Regions from separate parts of the Sus scrofa genome. Here region 1 is linked to region 2. The links are chromatin contacts, called in public Hi-C maps. All regions are on one chromosome and are shown on one strand. The core of a region is the stretch at or near the end of the contact, and the rest is flanking DNA. Distances in the headings are between cores, read along the strand shown.

Region 1 (6,425 bases), core at 3,597-6,096, 120 kb before region 2:
GCCAGGGATCCAGTCTGTACCACAGCAGTGACAATGCCAGATCCTTAACCCACTAAGCCACCAAGGAATTCCAAGTTATTTGTTCTTAAGGAATTTAATCACAAAGTATTCAGAATACCAAAAATACTGTATTGTTACTTATTAAATAACATTATTATTGAATATATTACTAAATACATTGTTAAAATGTTTGAACTTCCTCAGAGTAGTGACACTGTCACTCACATCTTTGTAGACTTTACATAATGTCTTTGACGCTATAAATATTCAATACTAATTAGCAGCAACATTAATGTTGGCTACTCTTAGGAGGCATATCACATATCTGCATTAGTTTTCTATTGCTGCTCTAACAAATTATCATAAACTTGGTAGCTGAACTACATCACTGATTTATTAGCTTATAAAGTTAGAAATCAGACCTAATCTCCCTGGGCTAAAGTCACGGTGTTGGCAGGGCTGGGTCCTTCCACGTGAGAAGAATTCATTTATTTCCCCAGGTGGCTTCTAGAGACCACACATTCCTTGGCTTGTGGCCCCCTCCTTCTCCCTCTTTAAAGCCCATAACCTCTCTTTGACCATTTGTCTGTAGATCTGTCTCCCCCTGACCACATCCAGGAAAGCTTCTCAGATTTAATAAACCCATGTGATGAGATCGAGCCCAAACAAGTATCACAGGATAATCTCCTCATCTCGAGATCCTAACAGTAATCACATCTGGGAAGTCCTTTCCGCCATAGAAGACTGGGTCTGGGGATTAGGACATGGACATCTTTGGGGTCATTGTGCTGCCTTCCCTAATACTAATAAGAGGAATGCTTATTATATAACACTACACAAGACTACAATAATAGACAACACCTACTGAGGGCTGACTCTCTGTCAAGCACAGTACTAAGCACCTACAGGTCTCATTTAATTTCATGTTCATAACAACCCGAATTTTATATACATGTATATATAAACTATGTTTTTTTTTTTTTGGAAATAAGCAAATTGAGGCTCTGAGGAGTAAAGTAATTTGCCTCAAGTCATAGCCAGGGGCAGAGTCAGAAAACACACTGGAGACTTCATGGGCTCAGAGTGTCTCTGCACTGTCTGACTTATACCCATTGCTAGAACCAAGTACCACGGGATCAGCAGCTTTATAATTTCTATTTTTATGGGTGCATGATGGCCCATCCAGTGGATTTACCATTTACTTAACTATTCCATATTTTTTGACATTTAGGATATGCCATTTACCTCAATATTAGAAATAATACAATGAAAACAATTGTTCCCTTGGCATTCTTAAATAATTAGATTTTTTCCCCTTAGGTTAGATCCTCAGAAGTAAAATTTCTAGGTTAATGGGGTACAAACATTTTATGACTCTGGATCCATACTGTCAAAACACTTTCCAAAAAAGTTATACTAATTTATATGCCACCATTGTATATGAAGGAAAATGTTCTCTGATTTTTCTATCTAGGATGAGAAGAAACTTCAGGTCAAACTAGTTCTTGACTTCAAGGTATTTCACATAGCACAGTCTCACAGATGCAGAACATGAACTTTTAGAAGCTATCTAACCTAACCTCTTGTCTTCTTGTTAGGTATTCTATGTCATAGCACATATTACACTGACAGTAATGGGCTGGTTTAGTGTTGTCTCTTATCTGAAAAGGTAAGTAAGTTTCATCAATGCAGGGACAGATACCCCTTATTTATCTTGTTATCCTCAACTTATAACTGAAGGTTTGGCACACTGTAGGTACTCATTATTTGTAAGTGCTTTCTTTCTTTTTCTTTTTTTGCTTTTTAGGGCCACATCTGTGGCATATGGAAGTTCCCAGGGTACAGGTCCAGTTGGAGGTGCAGAGGCAGGCCTATACCACAGCCACAGCAACACAGGGTCCAAGCCTCATCTGCAACCTACACCACAGCTCACAGCAACGCCGGATCCTTAACCCACTGAGCGAGGCCAGGGATCGAACCGGCAACCTCATGGTTCCTAGTCAGATTCATTTCCACTGCACCACAATGGGAACTCCCTGTAAATACTTTCTTGATCAACACAGAATCAGGCATTTTGGCATGGAGAAATGAACTCTGGAATAAGAATCGAAAGACCTAGGTGCCTTGGCGCGGTAGAAACAAATCCGACTAGAAATCATGAAGTTACAGGTTTGATTCCTGGCCTTGCTCAGCGGGTTAAGGATCCGATGTTGCAGTGAACTGTGGTGTAGGTCACAGGTGTGGTTCGGATTTGGTGTTGCTGTGGCTCTGGCATAGGCCTGCAGTGACAACTTCAATTAGACCCCTAGCCAGGGACCCTCCATATGCCGCCAGTGTGGCCCTTAAAAGACAAAAGACCAACAACAACAACAACAACAACAAAAATCGAAAGACCTAGATTCTAGTTTAGGCTTGTCAAAGTTGGCTGTGACATATCACTATTCTTCAATTTCTTAATTTGGAAAATTAGATGTGTATCATCTGCTTTCTAAGATCTTTTAATTCTAAAACTCAAAAAGAATTTTGACACCAACTCTTTTATTGTACATCACAATCCTCCAAATATAAAAGATATGCAGTGTCCACTTTGTTTTCTAACTACTAAAGCACTAATTTTTTCAGGTTTTGTGGGGAGAGAGAGGGGTAGATGGTGATTATTTTCAGATCTGTATCCTTCAGATAATTTTTTATTGGCAATACTGGTTTGCCATTCTCTTTTGTAGTGTGTGATGCTTAGAACAATGCTTAGAATGCCTAGCTGCTGTCTGACTAGGGGAGAATGAAATAGGAGTTTTATGAGAAATAGACTAGGCTTCCATTAACGCAGCTCAACATGCCTTAAGGGAAAGCACTCACATAATACCTGCTGCTTATCACTATATTTTTAATTATCAAAACTCCTCAGTTTCCTTATTCTTCTTATCTCCTGTTCCCTTACAGCTTTAGTATGTACCCTTGAATAGGAGATCTATATATGTACCAGTAAAGATCTGCCACCTTCCTTGGAAAACAGGAAGAAACTGGGATAGAGAGAGAAAAAGACTTGCCTCTAGGACAGAAAGATCCCAGAGAGGGCTGCTAAGATGCTAAAATATGAACACAACATGGTATTTGTTTTCTTTACCACCACGTCCCCAGCACCTGGGGCAAGAGAAATGTTCCCCAAATATTTGTTGAGTGGAAACCATATCCTGAAGGTCCTTTCCATCTGAGTCCTTCCCAACTGTTTACCAAGATCAGCCAGTGATAGAAGAGTCCCCTGGTATCCCCCAGCCTGGCACAGATCCAGAATAAAGTGACACCAAACACATCTCCTCTGTCTAAGCAAGTCTTTGGAAAATTGTTACATCAGTGGGTTCAATTTATATCTGATTGTGAACAGAGGTATTAGAGAAGTCATATGAGAAAATAGATTAAAATTTTTCTTTGCAAAATTAGGACTCATAGAGAGAAACTAATGATAGAGGATATTTAAGAGAATTTGGGAGTCTGATCTTCAGGATACAGGCTGAGCCAAGGGTTCTTTTTCTACCTTTATTTCCTGTTCACTGGGTCTGAAGCACTTCCTGAAATTGAGAATACCAGACAGAAAGGGACCTCAAAAAGTGTGCAGATCAGCCCAAATTAATCCCAGTGCTAGATAGTCCTTCTGAGAAAGGCTCCCGCATGTTCTGGTATTCTGAGTAAGACTGCTTATCCAAGGCCTGGAAACTTCCATGGGTCCTGTAAAACATCTAACTTTTAGAAGTGATCTCTCTCAAACCATTTTAGGTACACCTATGTAAATATAAGCAAATAATTCAAAAAAGAAAAAACCCAAAGCAACTTTCTATTATTTACATCCAAACTTTACCTAAATAAGAAGCAAGAGGTTCATTCTTTTTGGTAGACTCGACATTAAAGGTCTTGTTTGGGGGAATTTTGATTTGATTAGCCTTCTGCATGACGACTGTTCCATTCCAATCATAGGCTCCTACTGCTCCGAGCATGACCCAGTCCTTAGAGCCAAATAGAGAAACAATGATATTTAACAAAAAAATGGTTAAGAGCAAACACTTACGTGTTTTAACAATGTGACAGGTACTGTTCAAAGTGCTTTACATCTAATAACTCATAAAATCATCACAATAACACTTTGGGCTGGATGCCACTATCACCACTCTCATTTTACAGAAGAGGAAACCAGGGCCAGGTGACTGAATTGCCCTAGTTTATACAGCACAAATGCACAATGAGCTGTCAATATTCCTGTGCAGGGACCACAGTACATTTTCTTCCATCAACTACAAAGGATATATTCTCTAATCTGTTTTCTGTTTTATTGCTGCCAGGAATCCTGGGCCTCGAACACAGGATTCTAGCAAGACCCTTGAATATCTCGATACTGGGAAAAAGATACATTTCTCTGGCAAATGTGATAAATTATGTATTTTATTTAGCTAGATGTATAATCACACAAGCAGACCTCAAACTGTCTGATTCACAATTATTAGTACAATGCAGTGAGCTGTATGAAATAACATGTTTTCCTAATAAGAAGCCTGTGAAATGCTGTTTCCTATTTGGGTCTGAATAAGTGTTCATGCCATGAACTGCAAGTTGCACCTGTAATGCTGATGTCTGGGTGCTGGTTTGGGGAAAAGAAACCTTCAAAAAAAGATGCTTTCTACCCGGTGGCCAACGTACCTGTGAATAATGAGCGCTGAAGCCCATCTGAGACATTTCCATCTCAAAAGAAGCTGCCGACTGGTCAGCTGTAGCTGTAACATAGGAGAGGGATTGCCTTTAGTACACTGCTGATTTGCAGAAGTCGGAGACCTAGTACAGTCTGTGGTCTCGCCAACCAGAACTCGTAGCATCTTTGGGGTATTTTTCAGCCACGCATTTCTCCCCTCTACCCCAGATTCCTAGGTAGGGCTGGGTTGAGGACAGAGAAGGCTATCCTGAGAGCTGTGTCTCCTATTTGTGTCTGTTAGCTTCCCCGCCCTTGCTGGAGGAGCTGAGAGATCCCTATTCCTGCTTCTGTTCTTACGCCCTCGTGTGCTTTCCAGTCCTATGGTGCTTTAGATCCACCCCCACTGAAAGCTCTGGGCCTCACCCTCAGGCCCTGGGAATCCTCCTGAGACTTTAGGCTAAACTTACCTGATATGTCACAGGGCTAATGACATTTGATTCATGTATTTAAAGAGGTTTCTTGTGTCTACCAGCCTCATCTGTATTTCCTGCTGTCTATCATCTCAAAATCCCATTGTTTGATAAAGGGTTTAGGGATCCCGGGTTTGTATTTGCTCTGATTTCTGGCTGTGGGTGTCACACACAGATTGGGAGTGGACTTCCCGACAGGGCTCCAGGCTTTCATGCCATTCAACCACATTTTTTTTTTTTTTTTGGAAGCTCCTGTATTCAATTTAAAGCTCTTACTGAAACACAGAGATAATCCAGAACATTCTGTGAGGGTGTGCTACTCTCAAAATATTCGCCAACTCCAAGCCACAGCCTCCTAAGGGGATTAAGAGAATGTTGATTTATTTGCTTTCATAAGGGAGTTACTGATTTATTTGGCCTTGCCGACAAGTTAAAAATAGTGCATAATTTTTAAAAAGTCAATCTACTGTTTCACTGAGGCATGAGAAGAATCAAATTTGTGAAATCAAACTTATTCACTAGTTATTTACCTGCATCAATTTGTTAAAAAATACAACAGGACTAGATTAAATGCAGAAGTTAATCAAGAATTCAACTATATCATTTTAATTTCACATACAAATTGTCCTCTAATTTAAATGGATGAGATGCAGTTTATTTTGAACATTTATTTTAGGCCCATGATGGTTTAAGGTGCTTTTTTATTTATTTCTGCAAGATCAGTGATAAGAATGCAATAGTAGAGACATATCTATTTCTAGCACCTTCCTCTGCTGCCGTTCTGTTTACAACTGAGAACAGAGAGAGGGAAGCTCTGTGTAGTCCTGCCTGCTGACTCTGCACTGTGGTAAAGCAGTTGTATATCTTGTTGCTGGCTCCTCCCTCGATTTGTTTGTGGGTGTTGCCGTAACTGCTGTGGCCTCTGATTAGGAATTTCAGCATTTCTCCCAGTGCTTGATGGGAAAGGGAGACATTGGATCATTTTCTGATTTTATTGGGCAAATAGCTGGTCGCCTCGCCTCACTAGGTGGCACTGTCCTTCAGCAAACACAATTTTCACAATTGCTGCTATTTACCACCTCAAGAGAAAGGGGGATTGGAAATGGAGATTCCCCAAGTATCAAGGAAGGCAAGCCCTTTTGGAACTCATTATGAAAAAAGTCAGAAATAGGCTAATAAAAATACTGCTCTTGGTTAGCCCTGAAAGAGCAGAAATGAAGATCTGGGAGATAGATACATTTTTTTAATGACTTCACCTGTGGCATACAGAAGTTCCCAGG
Region 2 (5,811 bases), core at 2,198-4,697:
TCCCCTGGTAGTTTGAATTCTGCCATTTGGACATGGCCAATAGGAGGACTGGACAAGGCATTTGAGGGCAGGAAGAAAAGGAGGGGGTATTCATTTCCCCTGATGTCTCCCTGCTGGGCTTCAACTTTGCCACTAGCTGCATTCCTCTTCCTAGGGCCACAGCTCCTATTCAGTGGCCCCCTCTTCCATAGCCAGAGTTCATGGTCAGGCTGACAGATTGCTACCTTCCCAGACATGGGAATGGTAATGGCTTTTCTTCCCACTGTTGCTTCAAGTGCTTTCTTCCTACTATTGCTTGTTCTAGGTGTTCCACCATCTTTTGTCAATTCCTTTAAATGCTTCTGCAAATAGTCCCTTTATTTAACTTTCTTCAGTTAAACCCTTCATATGTGCCACTGGTTTTTTGCTGGGGACTTTGACATATATAACAATAAAACTTTATTTGGACTTAGAGAAGGGCATCTTTCGTGATGAATCATTTTTAAATATTGAAAAAAGCTAATACAAGACAGTTCTAAATATAAAGGGAAGTTTACTGAGATGGTTTATTGGGTAGGTGGTTCAAACCCAGCTTTGAAGACTATAGAGAGTTTGGTTGGATGGCAGGGAATGGTAAGAAAGAAGGGTGGAATGCTTTTCTAGATGCATAAAATAGTATCATATGCATAACAGCAAAATGAGCATGAGAATTATGGGGAAGGAAATATGACCAGCTATCATGGGCAGTTTAATGTTCAGAGGTTTTGGTAGGCAGAATAATAATCTATCAAATATGTTCATTTCCAAATCCCTGGAACCTGCAAATATATTGCCTTATATGGTAAAAGGAATTTGGGAGATACGATTTAATTAATGATCTTGAGATGGGAAATTATACTGGATTATCCAGGTAAGCCCAGCATTCCTAGGATTTTTATAGGAAGAAGGAAGTAGAATCAGAGTTAGAGAAGGAGATGTGATGATGAAGCAGAATCACAGGAAAAGATTTGAAGATGCTACTTTGTTGGCTTTGAGATGGAGAATGGAACCACAAGCCAAGGAATGTATGTGGCCTCTAGAAGCTGGAAAAGGCAAGGAAGTGGATTCTCCCCTAGAGCCTCCAGAAGAAAAACAACCCTGCCGACATCTTGATTTTAGTCCTGTGAGACTTCTGACCTACATAACTGTGGGTAGCAAATTTGTCTTGTTTTAAGCCAGTAAATCTGTGGCAGTTTGTTACAACAGCAATAGGAAACTGATACAGGGGTATGGGAGACAGAGGGTGCTGGATTAGGGCAGACCCTGAAAGGTCAGTTGAGAATTTTGGATTTTATCTGATGAAAGATAACAAAGAACCACCAAAGATTTTTGACTAACGACAAAGGTATAATGAAAATTATGTATTCTTAACAAGAATTAGAGGTTAGGTGCAGACTGAAGACAATAAGATGAACTCTATAGTACTGTGCATGAATGGGTGTAGTGATAAGACCCCAGATTAGTTGTGGACTCTATGAATTGATGAGAAGGTTCTAAGGAAGCTGACAACATGATGACTGACAGGGTAACCAACGAAGGAAAGGAAGAAGTCAAATTTCAGATCTCTATGTTGTACTGTGAAATGGGCATAACTATAGCACATATGAGGAACTTGTTGAATCTGAGATAACTTTAAATTATAAATTTCAATATGATTGAATAATATACATGTATAGATTGAGATATAATACATGTATACATGTACACAAAAGATAATTAAGTAACTTAGAAATATGTATGCAGTAGTTTCTGTTAAGTCCCTTCCTGGATTCAGCAAGATTTATTACCCCCAGTAATTGCAGAAAACCCACAGTATACAACTTGGGACTGTTTTAGGCATGGAAAATAAAATAGTTGAACTTAAAACACACACACACATGAAATTGTATTTTGTTTACCTCTGCTTTTTCAAGTTTCATTCTTGTCTTTTTAGAGGATATACAAACCTCATTTGATCTTTTCTACATTGGTGATAGCTTATTTGGTAAAATGAAAAAAGTACAACTTGGGTAGTTAGTAAACCACTCATATTTTGCACAACAACAACAAAAAATGCAAACAACCTCCAAAAAATTTGAGTTGGAGAGGAGTCATAGGTCAAATACGTGTAAAGAGTAATAGTGGCTGATGACAAGGTCAACCACTCACTGACTGGTAAAGCAGTTCAGAAGTTGCCAGTGTTTGGATTATTGGTCATTTCCTGAGTAGTGGGAAATGTTTAGCTCACTCTCTTTATACCACCCCACTTTTTAAAAAAGCTTTGCTTTCTAATAATCCATTTAGAAGTGATCTTCATGAAACTTAACAGTGCTTGAGCATGTATGCCAGGCTAAACCGGTGTGATCAATGCTTTTTAAAAATGGTAAAATGCTGTTAACAAGTACTAATAAACATGCTAGCATAAAGACACTGAATATTGATTGACTATTGATGATATACTAAAGCCAACCATTAATAAACCATCTTTCACACAAAGCTTTACCCCATCCACCTTCTCTTTCCTTCACCCTTGCAGCTTTCCCCCCTTAGGAGCTGGTTAATCATTTGGAAAATCTTAGAAAATGCTATGATTCAATCTATTTTTCTAAATTGAATATAACTGCATCTCTACTGTTTTTTGTCTCTGCTAAAAGATACCTATTTACGCACAACTAACAATAGTGTATCTTGCATTTAAGAAGTTAGTCTGGTCTGCGGTATTTACAAAGTAAATATTCACTATTCCTCCCTCAATTTCACTACGTTCCTTCTCCTGGGTACTAAGACAGAAACATCATTTTGGGGATAAGAGGCAACTTTGCCTTGCATTCTTCTCTTTTCTTCCTGGCAGAAAATATCTTGAATACTTGAGAGCAAGAAAAGTAATAATGCTCACTCCTGAGCAAACTGAGGATGGGAGTTTTGCATGTAAATCAGGTACTCGCTAGTTACCTCTCTCTCTCAAAAAAAAAAAAAAAAAAAAAAAAAGCCATCAGCAAAGCCCTAAAATACCAGGTATAGGGTCAAAAACAACTTTAATTTGAAAAGTCAATAACAGCTTGTAAAATTTTCAGCACGGCTTCTGCCTACGATTGGGGTGAGGGTTTTGAAACGACCTCAAAAGTAATCCATGTCGAAACCAAACGCAGACACCGCTCTCTGTACTCCAACCTGCCCAGACTACTGGATCGCCCGCGAGTAGATCTGCGCTCCCTTCTTCCCTCTGCGCCGGCCCTCTGCTTGCCTCCCTCCCTGTTTTAAGCCCCGAGGCGCGATTCCCGAACCCTGCGCGTAGGAGATGCTCAGAGAAAAGCAGGGTCGCTCACCGGTGAGGAGCCAGCAGCTGGCGACAGCGACCCCTGGGCTGGCGCGGCGCCGGGGGGCCATGGCCGGAGCGGTCGCAGCCCCTGGGGGACCCGGGGACGCACTGGATCGGAGGGAAGGGCTCGGTGAAACCGCGCTCGGGATCCGCGTTGCTCTGGGTCACTCCGCGAGACGCCACAGGTCTCAGTCGCTGGCCCTGTTGGCCCCGGAGCCCGGGAGGAGCAAAGTGATTTCCTGTGTTTTCGACCAGTGCCTCTAAATCCACTCCACGCTTTTCAGCAGGATTGCCACATCTCCCGCCCCTTTGCGCTCTCGGGCTCTGAAATCTCTCTGGCAGCCTCCCAGGCTCTGTCCGAGACATGGACAAATAAAGCCAGCTTCGCGGGTCCGTGTTTAGGCTAAAGTCCACGAGCTGCGAGGCAAACCTTAAAGGGACATCTGCCTTTCATTGAGAGGGTGATCTCCGCTCCCCGTGCCAACTCCCTAAGGTGGTAGGAAGAGGCGGGTGAGGGCCGGACCTTCGGGAGGGTGTCGCCAGCCTGGTGGCTCCGCCTTCGCACCCTCACTTCTCCCGGGGTCTGGGCAGGAAGGGTACTTTCAAAGAGCAAGGCCCCTCGGCCCTTAAGGAGAGGCTGCTTTCCTTGGGTCCGATTGCGCAGAAACAATCTCTCAGTCTGTGAAAGCGAGCAGATGTGTTCCCCGTCCTTCTCCTGTGGACAGTTGAACTTCGCTGTCCGGTCCTCTCGCACTAAAAGGGGGTGGGGGTGCCACCCCGACACGCCCCACGGAGGCCTTGGCTTTCACTTATGGAGAGTTTGCTCCCTTTGTGGTGGTTTGTGGTCCTAGGGAGGCTTTTCTTTGGGAAGTCTATGATAAGCTAGAGGAAAGGAGAAACAAGACTAGGAGGAAAAAAGAAATGCAGAAAGATATAAATGTAAGAGGGAAGCGGGAGGGGAAGGAAGGGAGGAAAACATTCTCCTTAGAAATGGAATGTGTGTGGGCTATTTTGTTTAATCTGAATTAGGATGTTTGTACATTGGCAGTTAAATCTAATAAAGAACTTGGGGCGCTGTTTTATTTCTTGCTACAGACTTTTACAAGTAAGGGTGCATTAAGTCAGGAACATGTTACTCCCTTCTTCCTCACTCCCATCACTCGGAATTGGGAAGTTAAGTTGGCCCATCACAAATGCTGGGGCTTGGAATGCCTCCTCAGGAGACCCAGGCCAGAAGAAGCACTTGGGAGTTTGCAGTGCTTCTTTTGTCTGGTGCATTGTACATCCTTTGAGTCAAGAGCCACATCCACATGTTAGTTTCACTGAATACTGGCTATTTTTTAAGCATCCCTGTCTTAATGGTTTTGAGAATTTCAAAGAAAGGGAAGGCATGGATGAGTGGATTTGTGTTTACAGGTGGTGGAGCCATTAAATTCTATTCAACTTCATTTGATTTGATTCAGTTCGGTTCAACTACTAATTGTTTTGTTCTAGTAGGACTAGGGCTAGACAGGACAAGAGTGCCACCCAAAGGAGGACTCATTGCCTGGAGCACAACATAGGTGATACAAGCCAGAGCATCCCAGGAAAGGGCAGGGAGAAGCCCTTGAGGATGACTTATAGATTGCCAAATAGAAGATTGCAGGGGCTAAAAGTTGGAAAAGACAACATTTTAAAAGTTTAATGAAGGAGTTCCCTGGTAGCCTAGTGGTTAAGGACCGGGCATTGTCACTGCCTTGGCAAGGGTTCCATCTCTGGCCTGGGGACTTCTGTATGCCTCAGGCATGGTCAATACATAAATAAATAAGGGATTCAATAAATATAAAAAGGCCATCAAATCTCAGAATGGGAACTGTCAGCCAAATAATTCCTCTTCTAATTTACAAATTTGAAGTGATTCACTTAGTAAATATATTAAAAATCCTCTTTCCCCTGTTTACAGCTCTCATATTTTCATTTCTTAATCCTATCTTCAAAATTGCAGAAATAAATCTCTAAAAAAATTGCATTGTTTTGGGTCACAATTCAGTCCCACTAGACATTACTTGGGCTCCCTTGCCAGCATTCAGTGCTCTCTACCCCAGTTTGACTTTCCAGTCTCTTTCCCATCTTCATTAACTTGCTGTCAGTTCTGCCATACAGTGCCTTTCTTCTATTTATCTCATCTCTCTATCTATAGTCTCCCTGGTGTTTTATGCTTTCCAGTATGGCCCAAAGGGCTTTGCACAATAATCAATAAATACTGATTAATTGATTTATGCTTAGACATTTAAAAATCACCATAAATATTTCCCCCAAAACATTTATCCAGATTGCTCAGAGTTTTGAAATCCAGATAATAGTGTATGTGTGTGTGTATATGTAGATATATATATATATATTACACATTTATGCATATATAGAATTCTAGAAAATTACAATATATTTAATTAGAAAAAATGAAAAGGGAAATTGCAAAATTATATCTTATTTGAAGTAGGATTAAAACATACTTA

Evidence for each region. Hi-C and Micro-C count contacts between places; a contact is called where the count stands out from the background.
Region 1: a Hi-C map of omental adipose tissue shows a contact between it and region 2, with 1.6 times the contacts expected there. The contact joins the enhancer-like site here to the promoter of ITGA1 in region 2. A contact is called at or near these places in 2 of 5 promoter capture datasets (both in liver), 11 of 47 Hi-C or Micro-C datasets (embryonic fibroblasts, heart right ventricle, liver and 5 more) and 1 of 2 datasets of contacts at active chromatin or transcription factors (skeletal muscle).

Annotation. Positions count from the first base shown.
Region 1 is chr16:32,245,707-32,252,131 of Sscrofa11.1, reverse strand. ITGA1 (integrin alpha-1) reads right to left here. Exons shown (of 31, transcript XM_021076769.1): 11 at 4,687-4,760; 12 at 3,854-3,998. Among named protein-coding and RNA genes, the nearest start is that of ITGA2, 87 kb to the left of the region's middle. Within about 2 kb of position 4,846, at least 10 of the 83 cell types and tissues checked have an H3K27ac peak or open chromatin away from gene starts, as enhancers often do. A contact at or near this core is called in omental adipose tissue, where this site is marked.
Region 2 is chr16:32,127,901-32,133,711 of Sscrofa11.1, reverse strand. It overlaps ITGA1 (integrin alpha-1), which reads right to left and starts at 3,447. Exons shown (of 31, transcript XM_021076769.1): 1 at 3,324-3,447. The coding sequence starts at 3,384. PELO (protein pelota homolog) reads right to left here and starts at 3,458. Exons shown (of 4, transcript XM_013984761.2): 1 at 3,324-3,458. The region is part of intron 1 of LOC106506482 (a long non-coding RNA gene); the gene reads left to right.